Linked DNA regions of Arachis hypogaea: region 1 is linked to region 2. The links are chromatin contacts, called in public Hi-C maps. All regions are on one chromosome and are shown on one strand. The core of a region is the stretch at or near the end of the contact, and the rest is flanking DNA. Distances in the headings are between cores, read along the strand shown. Region 1 has its middle 14 kb from the start of LOC112767760. Region 2 holds the start of LOC112764136 (probable pectin methyltransferase QUA2).

What was found. A called contact is a pair of places that touch in the nucleus more often than the background predicts.
Region 1: a Hi-C map of an unstated tissue shows a contact between it and region 2, with 4 times the contacts expected there. The contact joins the enhancer-like site here to the promoter of LOC112764136 in region 2. A contact is called at or near these places in 3 of 8 Hi-C or Micro-C datasets (leaf and an unstated tissue).

Annotation. Positions count from the first base shown.
Region 1 is chr17:74,426,714-74,433,871 of arahy.Tifrunner.gnm2.J5K5, reverse strand. No RefSeq gene overlaps it. Among protein-coding and RNA genes, the nearest start is that of LOC112767760, 14 kb to the left of the region's middle. Within about 2 kb of position 1,286, at least 2 of the 3 cell types and tissues checked have open chromatin away from gene starts, as enhancers often do.
Region 2 is chr17:74,221,130-74,228,490 of arahy.Tifrunner.gnm2.J5K5, reverse strand. LOC112764136 (probable pectin methyltransferase QUA2) reads left to right here and starts at 5,436. Exons shown (of 9, transcript XM_025809672.3): 1 at 5,436-5,952; 2 at 6,560-7,361. The coding sequence starts at 6,726.

The DNA.
Region 1 (7,158 bases), core at 37-2,536, 210 kb before region 2:
AGGTGCATGCATACACACACTTCCTTTTACTTTCTTCCACGTAGTGCGTCCACTTGTTTACGTACAATACCAAAGATCCCTTTTTGCTTTCCAGAGCTGGCTGTTCCAAGGAGCTTATGTTTCCATGATTTTTCTATTCCAGGAAACTTTCTGTTTGCATGCTTTTTATTCTGTTTCTTCTATTTTTTTTCTAAAATTTTCTGTAATCAATCAATTCAACTAATCAAAATAATATTCATTCTAACCTTAAATTCATTGATTATTTAACAGAAATTCTTAATAATTCACTTGAAATTAAGAAGGAAAAATACTAAAGATGCGCACGCATCATCCGGTCACCAATTAATATTGGATCATCATTTAAACTAGTTAAACAATTAATCTGGTCAAAATTAGTCAAACAGATAAAACCTAACCAAACTCAGTTTAACCCAACCCAATCAAATCCGATTTAACTTGATTTGGTCAAACCTGGTTAAATTAAAAAAAATTATTTTTTATACATAATTTTTTTTATTAAATGTATTACATAAATAAAATTAAATTATATTTACAAATTTAAAAAAATATTTTATTAGTTATAATATATTTTTTATTTCTGTGATTGTTATTTTTATTTTTTTATAAATACTTAAAGAATATAATAAATATAAATTAACTGATGAATTATTAAAATTTAAAAATAATAATTAATTGAATACAAAATAAAACTAAAAATTATTTATTATAAAAATAAAAAAATTTAATTTAAATTTATATAATTATTTAATTATGATCGGATTAACCAATTCAACCTATAATTTATAAGTTAAACCAGTAATTCAGTAACTCAATAATCTGATCGATTTGATTATCAATTTGGTTCTGATATATAACTATGATTTGAAATTTTATTTAAGGGGAAAATGTAACTCTATTACCAAAACATTTAGTTTTGTCTTATGTTTGGGCAAGTTGCTAGCTGGGGTCCTTTCATTCAAATCGCAAGGACCATATATAATACAACTAATAAACGATTACCGTTTAGAAAAGTACACTGCAGAGACCATGTGAGAAAACAATTGAGGCGAACATGGTTTTCTATGCACGTTGATTAACCTGCATTTAGTGTATTAATCCATTCATTACCCTAATATTTCTCTTATTTTGAAACTACGTTTGTCATTATTATAAATAAAAAATATTTTCATCAATAACTTGTCTATTTCATATTCCTTTTCCTGGATGAGCAATAATTTAATGTAACCCACTGAGTTACTTATATGATTATGACGTACAACAACATATCAATCATATGACTTGGTGCAAAAGATGGAGACCACAACAATAACTAGCCTCCCCTCTCTATCTCTCTCTGTCGGTCACAATTTATATTTATTATATTAAACATATACTTTTAACATAAAAAAAATGACCAATAATTTATTATATTAAACATATACTTTGAATAATTATTGAATTAATTGTATTATAAATATATTATTGAAATATTTAATTAAGAATTAACGATTTGTTGTTGTGTGTTGTTGGTTAGATATTTGATTAATATATAATTTTTTATATTATATTGTACTGGAAGTGAAAGTTTTGATTTTTTTGAATATAATAATTAATAATTCTTCATTCTTAGTTAGTAATAATTAAGGTGTATTATTATTATTATAGATGCATGAAATCAAAATCGAATAAGGAATACTAATAATAATTAAATTTAGTGTAATTTAGGTAATGAATTATGTTAGTAACACTAAACTTCAAATATGAATTTAATAAATTATTTATGATCATTAATAAATTTGGTGTTATAAAATATATATGTATAATAATATTAGAAGTGTTTAATACTTTTTAAAATTACTCTGGTTATATAAATAGAAAATAATGAATAATAATTATTATTATAAAATAAATAGCTCGAACTCAATATATACAGTTTGACTAATAATATTTGGGAGCGAATTTTAATTTGTTACATTGAAAATATTTTTTGCATGTTTGCTTCATTAGTTACATATTGGGTTTAAAATTAAATGAACTCATCAAACACATATATGATACCTGTACAAAATAAATGACACTCTCCTAGATATTTGAGAATCCATCTTCTCACAAATCACACATTTTAGTTCTTCAAATGACAGTGTGAATGGAATAACAATATCTGGTAAATTTTCACATACAAATTTCACTTCTTCATATGTTTGTAATAAATTTATTATGTTAAAAGTATATTATCATGGATAGATTTTATTACAAACATATGAAGAAGTGAAATTTGTATGTGAAAATTCACCAGATATTGTTATTCCATTCACACTGTCATTTGAAGAACTAAAATGTGTGATTTGTGAGAAGATGGATTCTCAAATATCTAGGAGAGTGTCATTTATTTTGTACAGATATCATATATCTATGTTTGGTGAGTTCATTCAATTTTAAACCCAATATGTAACTAATGAAGCAAACATGCAAAAAATATTTTCAATGTAACAAGTTAAAATTCGCTCCCAAATATTATTAGTCAAACTGTATATATTGAGTTCGAGCTATTTATTTTATAATAATAATTATTATTCATTATTTTCTATTTATATAACCAGAGTAATTTTAAAAAATATTAAACACTTCTAATATTATTATACATATATATTTTATAACACCAAATTTATTAATGATCATAAATAATTTATTAAATTCATATTTGAAGTTTAGTGTTACTAACATAATTCATTACCTAAATTACACTAAATTTAATTATTATTAGTATTCCTTATTCGATTTTGATTTCATGCATCTATAATAATAATAATAATACACCTTAATTATTACTAACTAAGAATGAAGAATTATTAATTATTATATTCAAAAAAATCAAAACTTTCATTTCCAATACAATATAATATAAAAAATTATATATTAATCAAATATCTAACCAACAACACACAACAACAAATCGTTAATTCTTAATTAAATATTTAAATAATATATTTATAATACAATTAATTCAATAATTATTCAAAAAAAATTAATTTTTTTTATTTTACTGATTATTTCTTACAATTAATAATAATAATATCATACACATACATACCTACAATCTTAATAATATACTATAATATTTCTACTAATCTCTAATATTTGATAATAAAAATTTGGGATAAATATGGTTTTAGTCTCAAAGGTTTTCAGCCAGAATCGAAATCGTCCCTCGTCTAATTTTCGATTTAAAATCATCTTTAACGTTTTTTTTTTCGTATTAAAATCGTCATTTTTATTTTTTTGGACAAAAATATCCTCACCACTACCAACACAATTACATCCTCCTCCACCACCACCACCAACACCATCGCCACAACCTCCACCAACAGCACCACCACCAGCACCAACACCACCACCAACGCCGCCGCTGTCCCCTCCCCTCGCCGCCTCCGCCTTCCCCCACCCCGCGTCCCCACCCGTCCCCTCCCCCTCCCCGTTCCCTTCCCCCCACCCCACCCCCACCCCACGTCCCTTCCCCTCCCCATCTTCCCTTCCCCCACCCCACCTCCACCCCCACCTCCACCTCCACTTCCACCTCCACACAAAGAAGTAGAAACAGAAAATCAACAAATTCAAGTACAAATTTAACACAAAGAAGAAATAGAAAGCAACAAATCAACAAATCAGCAACAATAAATCCAGAAATTTCACAAAAAATCTAATTCACAGAATTCACAGAAGAAGAAGCGGCGGGCGGTGGTGCGGCGGTAATAAGAAGAAGAAGAAGAAGAAGAAGAAGAAGAAGAAGAAGAAGAAGAAGAAGCGGACGCGCGGTGCGGTGGTGAGAAGAAGAAGAAGAAGAAGAAGAAGAAGAAGAAGAAGAAGAAGAAGAAGAAGAAGAAGCGGCGGGCGGCGGTGGGGTCGGCGGTAAAACGGGCGGCGGTACGGCGGCGGGAAGAAGAAGAAGAAGAAGAAGAAGAAGAAGAAGAAGCGGTGGGCGGCGGTGCGGCGGTGGTGCGGCGGCATGGCGTCCCCCTTCTCTCCCCCTTCCACCCTCCCCCCTTCCCCCCCCCTTTTCTTTCTTTCTCTCCCCACCCACCCCGCTTCTCTGTATCCCTCTTTCTTTCTTTTTTTTTATTTTATATTTATTTTATTTTAAAAATTTTTTATTAAAATAGGGGTAGTTTAGGAATTAAATTAAAAAATTTATTTAAAAGGACAATTTTAATACGAAAAAAACGTTAAGGATGATTATAAATCGAAAATTAGATGAGGGACGGTTTCGATTCTGGCTGAAAATCTTTGGGACCAAAACCATACTTATCCCTAAAAATTTACATAATTTAAATGACCAAAATAATTAACAATGTAAAACTTTGGACTATTAACTTCTTTTATTTTTGGTCTTCTAAGCATTGTTAATATTTTCGTGGTGCGTGGCACCTATGTTCCTCGCCTGATTTTGTCCAACAATAGAAGAAGTGAAGAGAAAAGTGGGGTTGGAGTAAGTTCTGGAGTGAGTGAGCCATGAATGAGAATGAAAAGGATGACTGGGAGAGAGAGTTTCGAAGGTTAAGGAGAGGTATGGGTCAAGTGGCTAGGGCACTGGTGCACGAATTGTGAATTACACTTTTCACAACGCGTACCACTAACCAGCAAGTGCACTGGGTCGTCCAAGTAATACCTTACGTGAGTAAGGGTCGAATCCCACGGAGATTGTTGGTTTGAAGCAATCTATGGTTATCTTGTAAATCTTAGTCAGGAAGTCAATTATGTTTATCAATTGAATTGTGAATAACCAGTAGAGCATAAATTAAAGGTTACTTGTTGTGCAGTAATGGAGAATATGTTGGAGTTTTGGAGATGCTTTGTCTTCTGAATCTCTGCTTTCCTCTGTCTTCTGATTCATGCACGCACGTCCCCCTATGGCAAGCTGTGTGTTGGTGGATCACCGTTGTCAATGGCTACCTTCCATCCTTCCAGTGAAAACTACGCTCACGCGCTCTGTCACAGCACGGCTAATCACCGGTTGGTTCTCGATTCGGTTGGAATAGGATTTACTATTCTTTTGCGTCTGTCACTAACGCCCAGCCTTCAGGAGTTTGAAGCTCGTCACAGTCATTCAATCCTTGAATCCTACTCGGAATATCACAGACAAGGTTTAGACTTTCCGGATTCTCATGAATGCCGCCATCAGTTCTAGCTTATACCACGGAGATTCTGATCAAGGAATCTAAGAGATACTCATTCAATCGTATATAGAACGGAGGTGGTTGTCAGGCACACGTTCATGATTTGAGGAAGGTGATGAATGTCACAAATCATCACCTTCATCACGGTTAAGCGCAAATGAACATCTTAGATAGGAACAAGCGTTTTTGAATGGAAAACAGAAATACTTGCATTAATTCATCGAGACACAGCAGAGCTCCTCACCCCCAACAATGGGGTTTAGAGACTCATGCCGTCAGAGAATACAAAGTTTAGATTTGAAATGTCATGAGATATAGAATAAGTCTCTAAAAGTTGTTTAAATACTAAACTAGTAGCCTAGGGTTACAAATATGAGTGGACTATAATGGATGATGCAGAGATCCACTTCTGGGGCCCACTTGGTGTGCTGGGGCCCACTTGGTGTGTGCTGGGGCTGAGACTTTAAGCAATTCACGTGCAGAGGCCATTTGTGGAGTTGAACGCCAGTTTTTATGCCAGTTTGGGCGTTCAACTCCAGTTTTTTATCCTTTTTTGGCGCTGGACGCCAGAATTGGACAGAGAACTGGCGTTGAACGCCAGTTTACGTCGTCTATCCTTGTGCAAAGTATGGACTATTATATATTCTGGAAAGCCCTGGATGTCTACTTTCTAACGCAATTAGAAGCATGCCATTTCGAGTTCTGTAGCTCCAGAAAATTCACTTTGAGTGCAGGGAGGTCAGAATCCAACAGCATCAGCAGTCCTTTTTCAGCCTGAATCAGAACTTTGCTCAGCTCCTTCAATTTCAGCCAGAAAAATACCTGAAATTACAAAAAAATACACAACTCATAGTAAAGTCCAGAAATATGAATTTTTCCTAAAAACTACTAGGAATAGACTAAAAACTAACTAAAACATACTCTAAACTATATGAAATTATCCCCAAAAAGCGTATAAAATATCCGCTCATCACAACACCAAACTTAAACTGTTGCTTGTCCTCAAGCAACTAGACAAATAAAATAGAAGACTAATAGGTTGAGAAGCAATAATATCTCAGAGTTTTTGATTGAAGCTCAGATTCTAATTAGATGAGCGGGACTAGTAGCTTTTTGCTTCTGAACAGTTTTGGCATCTCACTTTATCCATTGAAGCTCAGAGTGATTGGCATCTATAGGAACTCAGAATTCAGATAGTGTTATTGATTCTCTTAGTTCAGTGTGATGATTCTTGAACACAGCTTCTTTATGAGTCTTGGCCGTGGCCCTAAGCACTTTGTTTTCCAGTATTACTACCGAATACATAAATGCCACAGACACATAACTGGGTGAACCTTTTCAGATTGTGACTCAGCTTTGCTAAAGTCCCCAATTAGAGGTGTCCAGAGTTCTTAAGCACACTCTTCTTTTTGCTTTGGACCTTGACTTTAACCGCTCAGTCTCAAGTTTTCACTTGACACCTGCACGCCACAAGCACATGGTTAGGGACAGCTTGGTTTAGCCGCTTAGACCAGGATTTCAGTCCTTTAGGCCCTCCTATCCACTGATGCTCAAAGCCTTGGGATCCTTTTTAATTGCCCTTGCCTTTTGGTTTTAAGGGTTATTGGCTTTTTCTTGCTTGCTTTTTTTTTTTTTTTCTGCAAGCTTTGTTCTTTGCTGCTTTTTCTTGCTTCAAGAATCATTTTTTATGATTTTTCAGATTATCAATAACATGTCTCATGTTCATTATTCTTTCAAGAGCCAACATATTTAACAGTCTTAAACAACAAATTCAAAAGACATATGCACTGTTCAAGCATTCATTCAGAAGACAGAAAGCATTGCCACCACATTTAACCAATTAGAATTTGTTTTATTTAAACTCGAAATTTTATTGCTTCTTATTCAAAAGATCTACTATTTTATTCATGTTTAATGATGATGAGAAAAATAAACTATAGCTTAATTGGAGATAAAATCAAATAGATACTAATTACTATTATATGAC
Region 2 (7,361 bases), core at 4,187-6,686:
CATGATGTTGATGAATAGCTTACTGTAAAATTAGGTAAGAGAACAAGCATGAAAGACTTGTAAACCTATCAAATCAACCTTTTTATTTTCAAAATGATTGAAATGCGTAGTGAATCATGAGATTAACAAAAACAATTTTCAAAAGATATAGATTTAATTCAATGAGATTAACTTTAGACACAAGAACACAAACATAAAATAATAGATTAAGTTCTACGTACCATGAGAGTTTCCAATTCAGATCCTAGAGCAGAGATCTCACCTTGATGGTGACGATGGCAGCGACGGCGGCTTTGATGACAGTGATGAAGGAGAGATCGAAGAGGAGGAGCAAGAGATTGAAGAGGATTAAGAGGTGGATTCAGTGCAGAACATGCGATTGTGGTTTTCATTTGTGAACCATGAGATCGATGAGGGGAGCGACAGATTGAAGAGAGCAGATCAAGAAATTGAGGAGGATGGAAAGGTGGTTTCACCATTTTAGGACACTAACAGTAAAAATGAGGGTGAGAACACGTGTGGTTAGCTCATTGAGAATAGGTAACATTTTTTTGAAGTTTTTTAAAAAATTAGACGTATTTACTAACATTTGAGTTTAAATATTACCTAATTTAATTTGATGAGAATTACTAATATTTTAACAAATGTTAAGAAGTAAATGTTACTAAAGGTCTAAAATGTAGTAGTGAAATTACTTAATTCTTGGCAGTCCTCAAGAAGTTACAAGTTAATATTTCTTTTGCTGAGGTGTTGGATAAGAAACCCGCTATATGGATGATAAACCATAATTTTATGGTTTATCTTGTATTGAATTTGGTGGATTTTATCAACTTTTCTTACATTTATTCAATAAAATAGCATGGCTTTGTAAATTCTCCCTAATTTATGCTTAAGAGTGAAAGCATGCTTTTTAGGCCTTTAATTTGCTAAATTTAATTCACTTTAATTCCATTCGATGCCTTGATATGTTTGTTGAGTGATTTCAGGTTTAGAAGGCAAAGATTGGATTGAAGGAATGAAGAAAAAAAAGCATGCAAAGTGGAGAATTGATGAAGAAATGAGGATTTAAAAATCTGCCATGCGAGGCGTATGCGTGACCAAAATTTGTCAAGCGATGCGTACGTATGACCCACGCGTATGCGTGACAAGCAGCATGTGACCTCATTAATGAAACATGTTGGGGGCGATTTTTGGGGCTGCAGAAGCCCAATCCAACTCATTTCTGGAGCTATTTGATGCAGAATTCAAAAGGGAACAAGGGGAGAGCAATTAGAGTAGATTAGTAATATGCTTTAGGTTATATTCTAGAGAGAGAAGCTCTTTTTTCTCTCTAGAATTAGGGTAGAATTAGGTTATATTTCCCTTAGATTAGGTTTAATTCTTGTTTTCATTTACTTTTCCTTGTAACTTATTGTTCTTGCATCTTTGTTCCTTTAGTTTTACTTGTGGTTTCCTTTATTTTGTTTCCTTTATGTTCATGCACTCTTGTTACTTTTGATTTTCATTTAATACAATTTTGATGTTTTTATGTTATTGATGTTTATTTGAGTTGTTATTATTGTTTTCTTGCAATTAGTAGTTTGGATTTTATTATTATTGCAATTTTATTATGCTTTCCTTTTATGCCTACCAAGTGTTTGATAAAATACTTGGTTGTGTTTTAGAGTAGATTTTTGTGCTCTTAGTTTGGGTTGGTAATTTGGAGACTCTTGAATTATCAAAATCTCTTGTTGATTGGTAATTGAAGATTGCCGGTTAGCTTAAACTTTACTAAATCTAGTCTTTCACTATGTGTTGACTAGGACTTGTGAACTCAAGTTGATTGTATGCACTTGACTTTCCTTTATTTGTTAGAGGTTAACTAAGTGAAGGCAATTTACATTTACCATCACAATTGAGGATGATAATGAGGATATGAATTCCAATTCTTACCTCTTGCCAAGACTTTTCTTAGTTGTTAGCTTTATTTTCTTATTATTTACATTTCTTGTCTATCATTCCAAACCCCAAAAATACTTTCCCATAACTAATAATATGCACACTTCCCTACAATGTCTTGAGAGACGACCGTGATTTAAATACTCTCGATTTTTATTGGGTTTGACTTAAGTGACAAACAAATTAAGCTTTGATTGAGGGTTATTTGTTGGTTTGAAACTATACTTCGACGAAATTATTTTTGTGAAAATTTCTAGACCGACGTTTATCCTACATCAAGTTTTTGGCGCCGTAGCCGGAGAATTGTAATGTGTGCTTGTTATTGGTTATTGTTCATATGTGAATATTGTGAATAGCTTGATTTTTGGTTTGTTTGCTAGTTTTGCTAGTTGTAGGACTTTGCTTTTCATTATTTCTTATTAGCATTTGTTTTTATTTTTTATTGCTACTATGAATTCTCACCCTTTTGGCTATGAGTGTGGTTACAACTATATTGTAGGAGATGAGAACTACAATGAAGGCTTGAATCAAGCATGGAACAATCAAAGGTGGGAGGAGCCTCAAGCTTATGATCAACCCTCTTGGCAACAACCCCCTCCAATGTATTATGAGCAAGAGACATTCCATGATGTACACCAATCCAATGGTTATGGTGGACCTCCTTATGATTATCAACAACCACCACCATATGCCTATGAACCCCCTCCTCAATATAGCCTTCAACCACCATACTCACAAGCCCCATATCAACAAACACCTCCATATAATCCTAACCCATATCTACCATACCAACCACCTTATGAGTCTTATGAACCATACATAGAACTACAATAATTCCAACCCAATTACTCCCAAGAACCACCTCAATATACACCATCTCCATGTCCTTACCAAGATGAACCACCTTCCTATTATGAACCCTTTCTCCTAAATAATGAATCCTCCTATCCACTCCAAGTCCTAATGGACGATTCTCTCACTTCATTACTTCAAGAGCAATGTGAAGCTCAAAGGAAGACACTAGAACTCATGGCTACCTTGACCGACATAGCAAATAATTTAGCCTCCCAACGCTTGGATACTCAAGGCACTCCCATGGTCACATGTGGAGAATTGAATGAAGAACGTAGCATGATGGAGGGATTAGAAACTTCGGTGGAGAATAAGGAGTGGAATTTTGTATTGGAACAATTGGAGGAAGCCATAATTGTTGAAGAGGAAGAAGTGGTTGAAGACTTAGGAGATGTTGAAAGTTCATGGGAATCTCAAGTCATAGAGCCTCCCTCTAAGAAGCTTGATATTGATGTTGAGGAGGCTAGTGTACAACCTCCAAAGCATATCATGGTTGAATAATTTAGAGAGGTTGATCAAGAAATGGATTCAATCATTAATGAATTTTTATCTATAATTGAATCCTCTCCCATTGGACATGAGATAGAAGTCAAAGAAGAATGTGAACAACCTCCAAGTTCCTTGGCAAGCAATGAGGAAGGAGTGGAAGAAGTATTCAAGCAAGAGGAGGAAAGTAGAAGGACTTATCAAGAGGTGAAAGTTACCAAGGAAGAGTCAAAGGGAGTGGAACTTGCAAGACCATTGGAGGCATCTGCCCCTAAGCCATCACCATTTATTACATCATTCAAGTGGATAAATTTCATATCCCTAAGCTTCATTGTCCCACCTGAATATAATTTCTTGAGACGGATGGTCAACTTAGAAATATTTGTGGATTGAAGAGTAGAAGAGAGATGATTAGTGGTTGGGATTGTAAATCAAGGTTCATTATGGTTGGAAGTTTAAGGTCTAAGTGCAAGGGTTGATATAGTTCTCAATTGAATGGATCTAGGAAGAGGTTTGGGTACATAAATGAGAATTCACAAACCTTGTCACCCGAATGGAAGCATGAAGATCAAGAAGAAAAGGTGTTAACAAACAAGGTTTGGGACCCTGGGATACACATCTACCACCATCAACTTTGGGGCCTTGTCACTTATTTCAATTCGCTTGAAGACTTTATGCGCCTAGTTTGGGATCCCGGAGGACAATGGATATGCAAGCATTGGTGGAGATTCAAGGATGAATACAAGCACAAGCCACCTTGACAAACACCCCATCAATGGTCCAACTTAAGGACTTAAAATAAAAGTGCTAGGTGAGAGACACCCCACCATGGTAACATCTTTTCACTTTTCTCTGTTGTATATATTGGTAAATAAGTTTAATTTCATGTTTAGTTTGATTGGTTGAGTTTATTTGACAGTCTAGTATCTTGAATAAGGTCTGGTGGTGTTTAGATGGCTGTTTGGGTGTTTGGAATACTTGGTTTGGTGCTAGAACTTGAAAAATTTTGAAAAACAGAGAACCTTGTCATGCGTGCGCGTGACCCACGTGTACGCGTGACCCTATATTTTGAGCGCGCTAGGATCGTGTGAGCACTGTGCCATCGTGCGGTCCAGGCAGTGAGTCATGGACGTAGTGCGCGGGAACCGTGCGTCTAGCACAATTTCTTCCCACGCGTACACGTCGCACCCTATTTTCTCTTCTCATGCCTACACGTGCCAGACACACACGCGTTGCATTCCATTCTTCCATCCCACGCATATGCGTGGGCACCCCTATTTCACACACTTCTTTTCTTCTCTTCTCTCCATTTCTTTTCTTCTTTTCTCTTCTTCTCTCTTCTTCCCTCATTCAATCATCATCCACCACCACCATTCACCGTAATCTTCTTTAGTTAGTTGTGAGTTTGTTAGTAGTTAATTAGTTAGTTTAATTTTCTCTTTTGGTGCTAAGTGTTGGATTATTAATTTGATCTATTTCTTGTTGCTGAAATTATTCATTGTTGAATTCCTTTATTGAGGTCGTAACTTATTCCACAACCACCACCACCTCCAATGCAAAATTTATTATCCCACCAGATCTACTCCTTTACTCTCACCTCTCCCATATAACTGTATTTTGCCACAATCACCACAATTTAAATTACAATAACAATTCTAGGTCTACAATTGAAGCTTCAGGAACCAACCCATTGCCCTAACTTCACTGTCACGTCCCTCACACTCTCGTACCTCAACCTTACTGCTTCTTCCACACTCAGCTCAACATTTGCGATTAGCATAACCGCCACAAATCCTAACGAACACATCTCATTCTCCTATGATCCTACCTCCATCTCGATCCTCTTCGATGACATTGACATCAGCAACGACATTATCCCCGTCTTTGACCTTGGAAAGAAGAATACGATGGTGCTAAAGACAATGATTTTGAGCTTAATAAAATTAAGAGAGAGAGAGAGAGAGAGAGAGCAACCATAGTTTTGTAGTAAGCTTTAGTGGAGGCCTCGATTTGGTGGGCTATGGTAGAGACCTCATCGAAGGTCATGGTTTCGTAGTGCTTAGAGGGCACAACTAGATTTATTCCTTGTCACCTTTGAAATAATAACGCGTGGAGGTTAATTAAGTTAAAACTACTTGGTTGGATTTGATAGGTTAAATGAATTAGATTTTGAGATTAATTGTTTCCATAAATGTTATATTTTATTAATTTAAATAAAAAAATCTCCACAAAAATAAAAAATAAAAAAAATTATTTAAATAAGAAAGAAGCCCTTCCTTGTTCCTACAATATATTAAGCCGAAAAAGCAGCCTCTGTCAGGGTGGCCGATCGAATCAGTACAAAATCTGATTCATGCTCATTGACACACTGTCTCAGTATCTGTCAGTTTTCCCTTTACTCTCCCTTTAATTTCCTAAGCACCGTAATCACTCCACATATTAAAGCGTGTGCGTAGAGACACACAGTAAAAACACAGAGAGGAAAGTAAGAAATACCAATCACTGATCCTACAGAGTGAACCCAAAACCCAAAGCCATAATAGACACCGAGCCAGAGGAGAGAGCAGGGAACATCATGAGCTGTGTGTCTTCGTTTTTGTAAATTTGTACCACAAGCAACCCAACAACAAGCACCACAAAATTCACACGCATCCTCATTCTCTTTCTCTCAACGAGGTAGTGGTTGTGCTCACTCACTTCTCCTTTCATTTCTTCTGTTTCTCATTTGATCTGATCTCACACCAAATTGGTTTTGCGTTTTTCTCTTTCTGTTAGATCGTACTGAAGCTGAATTCGCTCTTCTTTTGTCAAATGAAAGGAGTTTGAAATTCAGTTACTACTTTTGAAGTTGAACTACCTTTGCTAGCTTCAACTGCAAAAGTATTTTCTATCATTGTTCTGTTAATATCTACCAACTCATAGTACCAAAACTTTACCTTTTGATTACAACTCAAGTAGTCAAGTTATTATTATTATTATTATTTTTATTTAATTTTCAACGTTTTTTACGGGTTGGTTTTTATGATTGTTGGTACATATCCATTTCAGCACTGGTGGTCCGTGATGGGATCTAGTGCGGTGATTTAATTAATGCTCTTCCTTGTCCTCACTCCCTTGTTTTTAATTCTCTTACGTGAAACTAAAAAAATAATAATTGTATAAAACAATTATTTATTTCAAAATATTCTGAATTTGCTTTGAAAGTACTCTTACTCTGTTCTGATTGAACAACTTCAAGATTCACACGGTTTCTCTAATTTATTTATTAATTAATTAATTTTAGTTTCAGGTTTGCGTTTGCGCTAGTGGCAGTGGTGAATGGTGCTGAAATAACACACTTCCATTGGTTTCTTGGTGTATCCATCCATATATTGTTCTAACCATATAGCATTTATTTAAGTAGTTGAGGCTTCTTTTTGCAACTGTTTTTGGGTTTGGTCATTGAATCAATGTCAAGACCTCTTCAGAGAGGTGTTTCTGGGATTCAGATCCCTGATTCCCAATCCAAAGAGAAAACAGAAAAAGAAGATTTGGATAAAAAGGCTCCCTCAGATCAAAGCCCTTCTTCTTTATCGCTTAGATTCCCTTTGAGGCTGCTCTTTGCAGATAATAATAATAGTAACAATTCACCTTCAAAATATGGCAACATCACAGACAATGGTTTTGCTTCTGATCCATTCATTGTTGGGTCCCCAAGAAGTCGGCTTAACTTGTTGCATTTCTTGAAGTTCAGTTTGCTGCTCATAGTTGTTCTTGCACTTACTGGATCCTTTTGGTGGACATTGTCGATTTCTTCCTCGTCGAGGGGTCATGTTTACCATGGTTACAGGAGGCTCCAAGAGAGGCTTGTTTCGGATTTGTTGGATATTGGTGAGTTTACTCGCGGTCCTGCTAAGTTAAAGGAATTGGAATTTTGTTCTCAGGAGTTTGAGAACTATGTTCCTTGCTTTAATGTTTCTGAGAACTTGGCTTTGGGAAATTCTGATGGCAATGAGCTTGATCGGCAATGTGGCCGCGAGCTCAGGCAAAATTGTTTGGTGCTTACGCCGGTGAATTATAAGATTCCGCTTAGGTGGCCTACTGGA